2 separate regions of the Zea mays genome follow, and region 2 is linked to region 1. Evidence: chromatin contacts called from public Hi-C data. All regions are on one chromosome and are shown on one strand. The core of a region is the stretch at or near the end of the contact, and the rest is flanking DNA. Distances in the headings are between cores, read along the strand shown. Region 1 has its middle 20 kb from the start of LOC100285575. Region 2 holds the start of LOC100381463.

Region 1 (4,165 bases), core at 1,479-3,978:
TGGCCAGAGCTCCATAGTTGATCATTAGCCAAATTAATTTGGGGAAACACTGGATAGGACTTGAATTCAGTTTCTACCGAAGTAGGGCATTAATCCTTAAGTAAATCAGCCGGTCCAGGACCTCGCCGGAGCGTCCCTGCGCCCACCGCCGTCGTGGACTTCTCCCTGTGAAGACTTAGAAGTTGGAGGGCTCTTCAGCAAAGTGTCAGTGACTGTGTTAAATAGTGAAAGGGCTCGTTCGCAGTTAGTTAAAACCCCAAGGGTCTCTGTGCAAGTCTGCCAGCGCGGGCGCGCGCGCGGGCGCCTTTCTGCCCTAGCTGGGCCGCCTGGGCTGGATTCGGCCCAGTGCTATTCAATTGTTTTTCTTTTTCTTTTATCTCCAGAGCCAAAACAATTATAGAAAAATGTAGAAAATGCTAAAATTGTGAAACTAATTTTCCTAGGCTTGTTATTTTCCCTAGAATTTAATAAAAATAGTTTTGTGATTTTTAGTGGAAATAAGAAATTTTAGGGTATTTAAAGTAGTTAAAAGTATTAGTTATGGATTTTTAGAAAATAATTGGTAAGTCCAAAAATGCCCAAACTTTTTATGGGAACTTAAAACAATATTTAGAAGCCTTGGGTAGAGTTTGAATTGATTTGGACCTTGTTTGGTCACCAAACCCCAAAACACCCCCCCGCCCTATGAACTCCTTTACCGACTCCGGAAACCCTAAGTTCCCGGAGTTCCGTGAAGGAAAGTTGTATTCAAGACCTAGTCAATAAGTTTATATTATCTTTGCATCCTCATGAGCATCCCATGGCATCCATTCTTATACATATGTATGGTTATGATTAGAACGTGAAGAAGAAATTGAAGTAACTGAAGAGGAGACACCACCACCACCACCACCTTCGGAATCTCAGGCCGGGAATTGTTTCTACTTTGATATCTGTGGATCTGAGCCTGATTCACCTGTGAACGAAGGCAAGCCCCGGTGCATGCAACCCCTTTCCTTGTGTTTTAAATACCTTTCGCACACTTAAGTCTAGTGAAATGTGCATTAGGTTCATAGGAGTTGTTTGAAACCCTTTGATGCATTGCTTTCCTTGATATCCATACCTTTATAGATACTTCTGTGAAGTATCAAAATATGATTTACAAAAATGCTTAGCCTTGCTTAGATCTTGTGGATAGAGGTTGTCCTCAATTTAACCCGGGAGAGGATGGCTTCTACCTGCAAGAATATTTTCATTTGGAGCAATAGTGGGATCTTACTGCAAAGTTCCCTGTGATGCTCTTTCATCCTAAGGAACAGACACAATCCTAAGGATGGAAATACTTAAATTGAGACTTGGGTTAGGAACAGGTGATGTTCTACCCAGGTTGGTTAAGGATTAATGCGTATGTAGGTGTGCTGACCGAGGACCCTTTAACTGGTCACATGCCTCGTCATGGGTAAGCCTTGCCTCGGGCAGACTAAGGCCAGAATAAGATAACACGAAATGGGCGTGGAGCGGTGGCGAGAGTAGCGTGTACCCTCCGTGGCAAGAGGCTGGACGGTGGTGTATCTGTGCTCTCGGTTTACGTGAACCTGATCTGGTCTTAAGAACCCCGGTGGCGGGTTGACATATGCAAGGGTTAAGTGCTACATATGTCGTGTGATTGGAGATCCTCAGCTGAGTATAATCGATTCGGATCACCGTACCTTCGCGGTTATGAAGACTTGGTCACTTCCCTGCAACCTAAAGTCAGGATGTGAACACTATGGATAAAAATGATGTTGTCTTGATGTGATGTGAAATTAGACTAGATGCAAATAGAGTTTATTAATACTTAATATGGCGTTAAAAGATTGAAAGTAAGGACTCACTTTAGTAAGCTACTTCTGCAAAAGTATAAGTTGAATTTTGCTAAAGCCTCTCCTTGACTCCTATTTATCCAGCATACCCTTGAGAGTCTTTTCCTTAGTCGGGTAAGACTTGCTGAGTAATTCCATACTCAAGGTTTATCCCTTTGTTGTTTTTAGGTGAGGAAGCGACAAATTTTTGTTGCTTTTGCTCCAAGGTGGTACCAAATGAGGAAAAACAAGACTGAAGTGCGGGAGGACTTGGTCCTCCACATAGGATCTTTTGCTTAAGCTTATCGGGAGGAGTTTGTGCCTCCATTGGTTTGTATAATATTACTACTCTGCACTCACTTTTAGTTCTGGTCTGTAATAAGTAACTTAATCTTACTTTCTAAATAAATGTACGTTTATGTAATTGCTTCCGCATTTCTTTATCTCCGATGTTCTGTAATGTCTGCAAGACGGGTGAACCGTTCCTGGTAAGGTAAGGAAAGATACCGAACTTGTCAAGTGACTTAGGAACATCTACAGGGTGTCTGATGTCTGTTGGACAAGGACAACTGTAGGTGGGCCTGATTACTTGGGAGGTTCCGTCACACCCCGGTCTCGAAACGCCGACACCATCAGACCACACATACCTTAGTGTTTAAAAATAAAAATTAATTCTATTTACAGCCTAGACGTCGGTCTTTTCGACTCGTGGCAACATACAGACATATACCTAGTAACCAAATAAGATAGAGTTAAGTTTAGTCACTGCAAAGGAAACAAACGGGTGCTTAGTTCTCCTAGTTGATGAAAAGGAATTTGCCCATTCATCAGCTGTATTGTCCTGTCAGCGCGACGTCCCGGCCCGGCCCGGCCTGTTATGAAGAAGTAGTTAAATTAACCAATAAGCAGCAGCCCAAAATCCGTCTTCCGTGCCCTGGGCCCTGGGCCCTGGGCCCCACATCGTCCTGCTCATCCCCTACTACTAGTTGAGTTTTTCAAGTGAAGAGAAGCCATTAGCCATGGCGGCGGTGGATCTGTCCAAGCTGGTGAAGGAGAAGCGCTTCTGGGTGGCCTCCTTCCTCGTCGTATGGGCAGCAGCGCTGCAGGTAGGTGCAGGCTTTCCTCATGCATGCTTGTCATCGACTGGATCCGGAGGCTTCTATTCCCCTCCGCCTCCCTTTCCGAATCCAAAATGATTTCGTTGGTGTATCAGGGCCACATGATGTGGATGCAGCGCCAGGACACCTTCAAGCACAAGTTTGGTATCGACCAAGCAGACGGACCCGATGCTCAGGATTCCTCATCTTCGTCTTCGTCTTCCTCTTCTTAGTAGGTCCATCCCCTTGCTTCTGCTTGTGATGTAATGTACTCGTAGCTGGGTAGTTCAGTTCAGCAAGTAACAATATCCTATACAGCACAACACCCATCAGTGAGCTTTCGCTATACTGTATCTGTCTATTCCTCAAATAAATCATGTCAGTTTTTTTTGGTTTCCTCCATCATCAATATTAACTCGTAATTTCAGTTCATATATTTACATATAGGTATATTAACTAGTGGTGTGTAATTGTACAACAACAGTAGGTTGGCTGGCACCAGTAGCATCTTTTTTTTTGGATGATGAGAATTCACTCGAAATATGTTGCAATGTACCTTTTCAACTGGATGGAACACTATACTACTACAACCAGCTGCTTCCTTCTTTCTTCTGGCAAAGGCCATTGGACTCATGCCTCCTATGGCTGATCAGGTCAGTTACCTTGTATCGTCTGAAGCGGTTTGTTCGGAACAAATGAGACATCCATCCTTTAATAAAGCGGGCGGGAGAGAAGGCAGATGACAAGACAAGTGCAGTGTGTGTAACCACTACCAGGCGTTCCTTTGATGAATGTCATTTTTCTTCTCTTTAGTCCTGAATAAATTCTGATACCATATCTTTTGGGTGTGGGATGCAAAACTCTGCTAGCTTATCATTGCCACAAACTCATGTATTTGAGTTGTGTTTTATAGATTGAAGTGCACTTTCCAGCAGGTTTCATAGACTGGACAGTGGACTGCCGTTGGTTGTCTCTCGGTGAGTGTGGAACCCACTTTCATCACAATCCTTAAGCACATCCATCCCTACAGGATCAGTCAGCCTGACTATTCCATAACTCCTGAAATATTTGAGAAACAAGTGGGGCGATTTCATATTTCATTCTACAAGTGTAGTGTGCCTGAATATTACCTGGAACCAGCAGGTAGGACCAAAAGCAATTAAGAACAAAGGAACCACAGATGGATGCCAGGCACAAGGCACTTTATGTACAAGTGTAGTAGCTATTAGCAAAGGACACTTGCCTGGT
Region 2 (4,404 bases), core at 1,522-4,021, 130 kb before region 1:
CATGGTCCCGCTCCAGCGCATAGTACCATTCCGCTGCGACACCATCCAGATTTAGGGATGCTATCCATACCCGATCCTCGTCGAGGGTGTGCATACCACGAAAGTATGATGCACATTTGGTGAGCCATGGAAGAGGATGAGACTCGCCGTCGAAGGACGGAAAGTTGGGTTTGGGCCGACGGTGGTCACCATGACCGTGGTGGTCACACGTAGGCTGCCCATCATCGGAGTCTTCGTGACGGTAATCGCTGTTGAGGCCATGGTTGCGGTATCTCCTCCTGCCGATGTCATCCCGACGGCCCTGCCTGGGCCGACGCCTGCCCATGCTGTTGCTGGCACGCCGATCCAAACCGGCTTCTACGTTTTCAGTGTTTGCTTCGTTGTTGGCGGCATCCAGATCATCTTGTGCCATGCTGCCCAGACCCGAACTCGCTTGTGGCTGGGCCGATTGCTTCCCTGCTATGATTTCCAGGCAAGCAAGGCGCGTGTCATGGGAGTCCATGCGTCGGTTGAACGTCCCCAGCTGTGCCGACAGTTTGGTCCCCAAGTCGGTCATGCATGTGAACTGGGTGACCAGAAAATCCAACTTCTCCGCAGCCATCATGGTCGCAGGATCACCGCCGGAGCCAGCCATGGAAGCCGATGCTCCAGTTGAATCTGATACCAATTGATGTGGTCTGCGGATGAGAGGAACAGGAGATAGAGCGTAAGGCGTAGGGGGGAGGGCGACACCGCCGCCAGCCTGGTTGTGATGGTCAGCCAGGATGACCGAAGGTGACCTCCCTACCTGAAGATCTTTATTCCTTCAATACCTAATACAAACTAGAGGCAAATTCCCTTATAGAACAGGATCCTAAATCGCGATAGCAATCGGAGGAGAGACAGAGGAAGGCCAAAGAAGTTGACATGGGAAGATACGGTGAAAGAAGACAAGGATGAATTATATCAAAAAAATTAGTCTTAAATAGGAGTGTGTGGAAAATAGTTATCCATGTGCTTGAAACCTTGAATTGTGATTTCCGTAAGTTTCAACTTTATCCTACCCCCAACTTGCTTGGTACTAAAAAGGCTTTGTTGTTGTTGCTGCTGCCGCCGCAACAACATGAAAAGATGCTACATGAGCAGAGGCTGACTAATAGTAGATGCAAAATCTAGGAAAATCGTACAAGTTAGCTAGCGAGTTACATCCATGGACAAGATGTGGGTGTCATGAACTTCGAGCACAACACCAAATACAGAAAATCATACATGATGCATGTGCCACCAGTATTTACATGGACAAGAACAAAGTTCATTTCATGTAATGTTCTGGATAAACAACAATGAATGAAGAGAACAAAAATATTATCATACATGAATTCAAACAAATCAAGAGTGGGTGTACTTCACATAAAGAAGAAATAAAAGCATGAAGATAGCAGAGGTAGTACAGAGATATTTTGATAATAATTGCCATCCAGCAAATTAAAAAACACAGAAAACTATACCAGTCAGCTCCAAGGCACCCTCATCTGATCCGATCCTCCACAGAAATCCCCTATCATCTTTGCCTCCAGAAGCCACAAGTGATGCATCTGTAGGACTGCATGCAACAGAGAAGACTTCATCTGTACCCAGAAAAATGGAAGGAACAATAAAAGGAGTATTAGCTTAGTTATCAAAGAAAGACGTTGAGATGTGTAGGATACTAGGATAGGAAACATGGGATTAGCTATCCAAATTTTCCAGGTCGAGTATTAATCTGTGGTAATAAATTGAAAATCATTGCACCATATTACATGTAAATATAGTACTACTCTGCAGATCAGCACCACAAAAGCAGGGTGAGCTTCACTTTCTTGTGTAACAACTTGCCTTTGTGGCCAAGAAATGAGTACGTAGAATCATCAATGATGTCTTCTGAATCAACTGGAAACGAAAGTAGCCGTTAGATTGCATAATGAAGCACTGCTGATGACTTAAATGTAAATCATGAAAAGTGATTGAGCAACTGAGCACATCATCATCTGCAGGTTTCTAAATAAAAATTCCAGAAGCACATGAGCCGGAATTCTTCAGAATCCAATGGAACTAGTGGCAAGAAAATTGCAAAAGTATGTAAAATGAAGGGAGCTAGCTGTGCTATTTAGCGAGACATTGATACAGAATCAGCCAGTTGCCCTGTCTGATCATATCTCATTCTGATGCATCCATGGAGACCTAGAAGGCTAGAACAGCCAAGCGTAGGATGCACACCTCAAGTGAATAGGTGATATAAGAACATTACACGGCACTAGAATATGAATATCACTGCACGCTAATTATGTCAGAACAACAACCACCTCAATCTCCTCGAGAACTATCTGAGAGGCTAACTGACAAAAAAAGGGGGGAGCAGATAAAGAAAATTTCGCATAGACTGAAAGCTGAAGCTCCAAACAAAATCCACCCCTACCAATCCCGTCGCCGACGTCGTCATCTTCTTCGTCGCGGTCGGGGAGATCTGACAAGGTAAGGCAGGCACGAATAAGCAGCAGTAGCGATGGAGCAAGCAAGTACGCAAGTAAGTAGAAGGGAAACTAGCACTGCTGATCAACCTTCTTCGTCGATGGTTATCTCGTGGATGATGTCCTCCTCGTCGATGAAGACCTCCTCCTCGCCGTCAGATCCTTCGCCGGGAAGCTCGCCTGAGATACTCATCGCCGCCGACGCCGACGCCGCTGTTTGGGGACAAGTGCGCGTGTGCAGAACCGCAGAAGCCACGAGGGGCGCAGGGCAGTCGTATGAGGCCGTAGACAGCAGGCAGCACGCAGCAGGCGAGCAGTCGAAACGGGGTGGATCGCGGGCGCGCGGCAGGGGCTGAAGTTAGGGTTGGATGGGAATTAGTGGGCTGAGCTGAAGACATAGGCCCACTACTGCGGCTGCACAGTCCCTGTGCATCCGCCGCTGGACCGAAATTTTTGTATTTTAGTACTTTTTTAGAAAAATAAAATCACGTTTAGTCTAAACTGTTGAACGACTTATTTTATGTTTTAGACTTTTTTTGGCATCATAGATTATGACGATGAGGCAACATATCTCGACGCTATAGCCTATAACACTGAGCACTAGCGTGGCAAAGGCGGCCGGGGCTAACGAGGCGCCGACGTGGCCCTAGCTCGGCTCCACAGATCTTACGTCGAGCTAGGGCTTTAGACGCGGGTCCGGCTCCTCTTACACATTCTCTTCCCTCCGCTCATCCGCCAGCTCCTAGGCTCGCTCCGGTGCCCCGACTGTCGCCCCGTCGAGGCCCCAGCCCCGCGAGCCGTGTCGTCTGTCGCCCATCCGCCACCCCATCTGTCGCGCCGCCCGCGCTAGCTCCCCGTCCACCGCCCGTCTGGAGCCCTGATGCGTCGTCTGCCGCCCCGTCTACCGCGCCGACGAGGTCCCCCGGCGCCCCGTCCGCCGCCCCAGCGAGCGCGCTCCGTGCCGAACAGCCGCCCCGTCCGCTGCTCGGCTCGTCCACATGTAGATGATAATTAGTTTTTTGCATTTGTGAAACTTTTTCATATATGTAATCTAAGTTAATTGTTTCCATTATACATTACTTATTACTTATATATAGGTATATATGGTTCCATTAAACTGTTTTCATTAACTTTTTATTACTTATATATAGGTATATATAGGTTCCATTAAATTGTTTTCATCTATGTAACCTAAATTAATTGTTTCCGTTAAACTGTTTTTATCTATGTAATCTAAGTTTAATTACATAGTTTATTTTGTTTTGCTTAGTATATTTAGTGAATATAGTTAGATAGCTACTTAGTTGTTAGCGAATGTATTTTGATAGCTACTTAGATGTCAGACATCGTGTTGTTTTCTATGTTGCAAAGTGTTGATGCCAGCTAGGGATGAAAACGAACGGAAAAACCCATCTCCCGTTTCCGTATCCGCATTTTATCATCGGAAACGGGATTGGGTCCGGAATAATCGGGAACGAAAACGGGAGCGGGATAAACGGAAATGCGAAAACGAACGGAAACGGAAATACTAACGGAAACTCATAATTTAATACAAATAGAAATGTTATTGATGTTTGACTAGTGATTGATTGGCAGAACAATAACATAAAACAAATAGATATATAGCGGCAATATTTTATTGTTGTTTGGTTGCTAAATGTGTATATTTAGCTACATCCGATGTTGTTTAAGACTTTAGATCACTTGTCATTTGAAAAAAGCTTGTGGTTACAATGGCCAATTGTGCTATAATTTGTCACCTAAATACACGATGATTTAGTTTATATACTAATGCATATTTGAAAGGGAAATAGGGTCAAACCTTTTTCCTAAATGATTTTGGTGGTTGAATTGTCCAACACAAATAATTGGGCTAACTAGTTTGCTCTAAATTATAAGTTCTACAGGTGCCAAAGGA

What was found. Hi-C and Micro-C count contacts between places; a contact is called where the count stands out from the background.
Region 2: a Hi-C map of endosperm shows a contact between it and region 1, with 2.9 times the contacts expected there. The contact joins the promoter of LOC100381463 here to the enhancer-like site in region 1. A contact is called at or near these places in 16 of 25 Hi-C or Micro-C datasets (bundle sheath, ear, endosperm and 6 more) and 2 of 3 datasets of contacts at active chromatin or transcription factors (leaf and seedling).

What each region holds. Positions count from the first base shown.
Region 1 is chr8:162,666,609-162,670,773 of Zm-B73-REFERENCE-NAM-5.0, reverse strand. No RefSeq gene overlaps it. Among protein-coding and RNA genes, the nearest start is that of LOC100285575, 20 kb to the right of the region's middle. Within about 2 kb of position 2,728, at least 18 of the 20 cell types and tissues checked have an H3K27ac peak or open chromatin away from gene starts, as enhancers often do. A contact at or near this core is called in ear, endosperm, leaf and 3 more, where this site is marked.
Region 2 is chr8:162,800,603-162,805,006 of Zm-B73-REFERENCE-NAM-5.0, reverse strand. It overlaps LOC100381463, which reads right to left and starts at 2,771. Exons shown (of 12, transcript NR_159708.1): 1 at 2,577-2,771; 2 at 2,435-2,482; 3 at 1,855-1,908; 4 at 1,488-1,607.